Linked DNA regions of Mus musculus: region 2 is linked to region 1. The links are chromatin contacts, called in public targeted proximity ligation maps. All regions are on one chromosome and are shown on one strand. The core of a region is the stretch at or near the end of the contact, and the rest is flanking DNA. Distances in the headings are between cores, read along the strand shown.

Region 1 (2,756 bases), core at 206-2,705:
ACTTTAGGACACAGAGCCATCTCAAGGGAATCTGCACTTCTTGGAAGCAAGAGGTAAACTACAGTAAGCATTTGTTAAGAGGATGTGGGAATAATGGAACATATGCTACAGATGACATCTTAATTGGCTGCCATTTTTCAGTTGTTTCTTAAAAATCAAGTTAATGTTGTTTTTCTCTTGGGGTGATATCTACCCTAATTAATCACAACCATCTTTTCCTCTAGTCAGTGACAAATAGAGAAACAGGAATAGAAACTGGGGACAGTTTGCATATGTCAGTCTTGTCACTGATAACACCCAGCGGGCAGAGAAAATGAGCATTTCAGCATTCTTAAAAGTTGCCTCTGAGTGTGGACCTCGGGACCTTTCCAAGGGAGAATTTTGATCTGCTAGACAGATCTTTCTCAGCCTATCCAGGGAGGGAAGGTTAACCACAGATCCAGACTGAAGAGTTGAAACAGTGGGAGCTCCTTGTGTTTGCTGGGGTATGGCCATGTACCTCGTTCATGAGTGGCAGGAATGGAAAGGGAAAATATAAATGCTGAAGTCATATTGTCCTAAGTGAGAGCAGAAGTGGCCAACTGGGCCCATTGCCAACTGCACACTATTCAGGAGAGGGTCAGAGAACAATAGGTGGCAGATGGTGACATCTATTACTTTAATCTCAGAAAACAGCCACTTCTTCCATGAAGAGAGATTTGAGGCTGGGTGTAGGGCAGGGGTTTGAGAGTAATTAAATGCTTTGTTTTAAAGACTTCTTAAAGAACAGGACAGTGACTTTATGTTGGTAAAAGTGCACAGGGAATAAGGCAAGGGTTCCCTCAACAGTCACAGCAACTCTGATTTCCTTCCCTGTCCTGTTTTTCTCACCTTCTCACATATGTATGGATATGTTATATGACCTCTAACCTCAGCTGAATGTCATAGTCCTGTCTCAAGGCCAGGGTCCCAGTGGCATCATGATACAGTCCTTCCCAGGAGCATTAGAAGAATGTGACTCTTGAGAAAAGAAAAGCCACCAAGAACCCAACATTCTTAGCATCTGTTGCAGGCGTAATGACATGATGCAAAATATATTTTGGGAGCTGGGACAGCTCTCAGAACTTTGTGCTGTCACTCCATCTGCCACCTGATGAGAGTGGCTCTTAGAGCAGCTAAGTTCATCACCAGGTTAAGTCACATCGACAACAAGAGCCATGACTGTATGCGGGACACCTGGAACTTTAGACATTGGATCAAAGCTTGTCTGCATGTTTCATTCCTTCTCTGGGAGCAGACACTGGCTGTTCTTAAAAAACTCCTAGGGAGAGAGACCCGAAATTTTAAAGGAAACCCCCTCCCTCTAATGTTTAATTCAGCTTACTGCTAGTTCACAAATTGAAAGTCAGTGTGAATGAATGAATTCAGTGTTAAAGGGAGATGACTCATAGTTATGTATTCTCAATGCTTAGACAGTTATGAGTCCTTGTATTAACCACTGTCCACCACAGAATCTGACCAAGGCAGAGAGCAACTGCACAGATGTATATGTATAAATGTAGATATTTAGACAGTCATTTGACAGCACGGGGCATTTAGGAAAATAGCAATAGTAGGTTCTCTTCTAGGACCTATCACTTTCCTGTCCATGGGTTTTTTGACCATGTTTATATTACTAGGCATACATTTTCTCATGGAGAGCAGTCCTCAAATTGAATCAGAACGTGTTTGGCTACTCAGAGTCATGAGACTGTTACACATGTAAGAGCAAGCCAGTCAAAATTCCAGTGTGAATGGGAGAAGGCCTGGTGAGGCTCCACCCCAGCTGAGGAACTATTGGCAGATTTCTGGAGGGGGAGTGGCGTTACTCTTAGGAGGACAGCCACTGCTAGGTTGCCTATGTTCAAGTGGATAGCCCCAAAGCCAAGCACATATGGGCAGCATTAATTGGACTCGATAGGATCTTTAAAAAGGGGGTTGGGGACATGCATTTGGAAGGCATACATGTTAGAGGGTTCCAGGAAGAGTTGGGGGGGGGGAGAATGAGGGTGGATGTGATCAAAATATATTGTCTATTTGTATGAAATTCTCAAATAATAAATTAAGAATATTATTAAAAAGGTGTGATATGAGGTGACTGTAATTAGATGCTCTTGGGACAGCCACAGTATAATATTCCCTGATGGGACCATAGACTATTTTCCTTTAACAGTATCCCAAGGAACAGAACCCGATGACACCGTGTGTGGCACATCTCCAGGAGCCTAGTAATGTCCTAGTAGGCTTGGCTGGCACTCAGTCTCTAGGCAGACACCATAAAGAGATCTCCTGTGTGGTTGGAAGAATCATTTGAGAGTCTTTCATTTCATCTTCCACAGGGACTTTTACCTTGTGAAAGGAACTTGAGACAGGCCTTAGGGAGTCATGTTAGCCACAGAAAACAAGGCCGGTAACAGAGGCAGCTTTTTGTGTGCTGTCTTAAATAGCTCCTCTACTGCAGCCAAGCTGTCCTTGTTTCCCCTCTGTTCTCTGACACTGGAAAATCACAGCCAGAGAATGAGAGAGCGAGAAAGAGAGAGAGACAGAGACAGACAGACAGACAGACAGACAGACAGACACACACACACACACACACACACACACACACGCACGCACGCACACGCACACAGAGAGAGACAGAGATAGAGAGTAGGAAGAGAAATAGGAATGGCTGTCATTTCTTGAGGTCAGCTGATTTTCTTCTTCCCACTGCCCCTGGCAACATGAGCTATTCAGAA
Region 2 (2,904 bases), core at 264-2,763, 220 kb after region 1:
CAGTAACCAGGAAAGCCAAGCAGTTGCCAGGTTAAGGAATTTCATTTCTCCTGCACCCTTAACTTTGCTTGTCTTTGGGACCTGCGAAACTGAAGAGTAGACCCGACAGGGGTAAAGGGAACGAGCGATTACAGGTGCTGAAGCGCTTTCTAGGCCAGGTGTGGTAGGGACGCGTGCCTATAATCATCACATTTACAAGGTGGAGCCTGGAGGGTCAGGAATTCGAGGCTGGCCTCAGTCACAAAGGGAGTTCACTCCAGGTCACCCTGGGAGGCATGAAACAAAGTCTTAGAAGAGAAAAGGAAGCTATCTTGGCCCCAGCATGGTGGTACACGGCTATAATTCCAGCATCAGGCAGGAGGAAGCAGGGACAGAAGCAAGTTCAAGGACAGAGTAGGCAAACCCTGTCTCAAAAATGAAATGAAGTTTAAAAAAAAAAAACAAAACAGTCAGTTGATTGCTTCGGTGAAGAAAAAGCAGTTTGTAAAATCCAGTACACATTTATGATTAAAAAACAGACATCCTACCAGATAGGACAGAAATTGTTACTCCGGTAAGAAACATCTATTAAAAAAAAAAAAGGCAATTTTTTTTTTTTAAGAAACTATGAAAATTTCCACTCTTGACGCTCCTGCTCAAAAGCTGAAGGAAGAGGCACTGCCCACGCTGTGTTGATGATCTCCAGCAAAATCCTAAGCCAAGCACAGCATCTCAGCATAGGAGAATCAACCTCTCACAACCAGGCGGACAGGTGACTACCCAAGTCAGAAACAGAAAAGACCACACAGGCAAATGACTACATAAATAAGCAGCTTGAGCAAACAAAACCTATACAGAAGCTGTACATAGAAAACAATTAAATGCTATTTATACGTGACAAGGACAGTAAATATCCAGAAAGAAAAGACCTAGAAGAAACAATGAGCCAGAAGAAACTAGAGAGCTGGTTTTACACACACACAAAAATCTATGAACTGCTGTTGGATTCAAGATGGAGGATGAATTACACACACAGAGAAGAGTTGTTGAAAATGCATCTTCCCAAACTGAGTTGGGAAACAGTGCAATTGAGATGTGCCAGTATGATCTTGTTGGTTTGCTGGGTTTTATGCTGCAACAGGCTGGCTGGTATCTGCAAGTTGGCCTTAAACTGTATACAGAACACAAGGGACCAATTGGGGCACAAGCAGTGTCAAAGAATTATTTGGCAGAATATAACTAGCTAGGGGGAAGAACAGAAAATGAAGGAGTTCAAGTATGTGCTCTATCAGTACTACTTCTTCCATAATGAAGTATCACAGATCACAAATGCATTAACTCATGGCTTGTAGGTCAGAAGTCTTGTGGGCCTGGCTAATCTCTCAGCACTGGGTCTCACAAAGACAAAATCAAAGTGCCAGGGGCTTTGTCACTTTCTGGAGTTTCTAGAGGGGAGCCCATTTCCCTGCTCGTGCAGGAAGCTGGGGATATAAATTCTCTGTTTTCTTACTGACTCAGCCTCTGGAGGTGGTCCAAATTCCTTGGATCATGGCCTCTTTCCTCCATCCTCAAAGATATTAACAGAGCTGGGAGTCACTCCCTTTTTCCTATACTGGGTACTGAATTATCCACATCCTTAATGCCGCATGCAAACCCGTTATACAGCAGCCTCTCAAGTTCCAGGGATTCGGACCCAGCATCTTCAGTGTGTATGCGGAAACATTTGGGGGCATACACCTCGGTGCACCTTTGGTTTTTCTCTTTATCCTATTTTCTGATGATCACCTTCAGACCCCTCCTTCTGTTGGCTCCTCAGTTCTAATCTTTTCTGTGAAGCCTTCTGCTTTTTCCTTTCCATCCTAAACAGGGCCCATTTCCCAGAGTTTCCAAGGGAAAGCCACAGTTTGAGAACCCAAAGCTCTCTTGGGTTCTGTACTCTTGTAGAGAGCTTTTAAAACTACAGAGGCCAAATCGCCCACCAAGTAGAATGTCAGCCTCTAGGCTGAAGGCAGCTACAGAAGCTAGCTAGCTCAGCTCACGGATGCCCACTCATCTTAGGCTTCCCTTTGTCAAATTCTTCAAATAGGTGAGCCCTAGTCTTCAGCCACATTTTCCGCTGGATGGCCAGGATGGATTTTTGCTGGGTAATGATCATTGCAAGAACTACTGACCACTGTATCCCAACTCTTTCTCTGCCTGAATGGAAATGGTTGGCACATGCTACGTGTGTTGGATCAGGTGTTTTCCATGTATAGGTTATCTGATACCAAAGTGTCACTTAAAGACAGGACAGGATGCTGCTGTTCTTGATCAACAGTCACTGCTCAGGAACTTGAGCCTTCTCCCAGATGGGTATCTTCACACTGAGGGGACAGGTGAGGTATGAATATGTGGTAGCCAAAGTGACAGATTGTGAGAGACAGCTGCCTCCTCAGACATCCTTCTCATTTCTTGCTACAGACTTGGTCACTCAGAATGGAGACAACTGTAAGCTTCTAGGTAGAAATTTGAGAGACGTGTCACATAGTGATTTAAGTCACTTTGAGCCATTTACCTTTTTTTAATTCCTTCTTCCTGTGCAGGATGTGGATATAACTGATGGGACTCAACCAACCATTTTAGACCATGCATTGACTTTTAAGTATAAAATTTATACTTGAAACAACAGGACTCTAGGTCTCTAACCATTTTCTGAAGTGTAACCCCTTTACCAGGTCTGAACAACATGCTGTGATAATGTTATTATACAGGACACAAGTTTCTGCCTCGTTTCTGGTATTGTTATCCTGGGATTTCAATATCTGTACCTGGAGCTAATGTAATCAGGATGGTTCAAACCACAGTTCTCAAATTGGAGGTGTGATCTGCAGAGTTTCAGTGTTTGTATTAAAGTAGTTTGTGTGTTCAAAACATTTTTCCTAATAC

Evidence for each region.
Region 2: a targeted proximity ligation map of the NIH/3T3 cell line shows a contact between it and region 1, with 9 read pairs. A contact is called at or near these places in 3 of 130 datasets of targeted methods (the NIH/3T3 cell line, bone marrow-derived macrophages and pancreatic cancer cells).

The regions. Positions count from the first base shown.
Region 1 is chr15:58,553,891-58,556,646 of GRCm38.p6, forward strand. The region is part of intron 6 of Fer1l6 (fer-1-like 6 (C. elegans)); the gene reads left to right. Among named protein-coding and RNA genes, the nearest start is that of Gm36451, 42 kb to the right of the region's middle.
Region 2 is chr15:58,776,043-58,778,946 of GRCm38.p6, forward strand. No RefSeq gene overlaps it. Among named protein-coding and RNA genes, the nearest start is that of Gm41329, 18 kb to the left of the region's middle.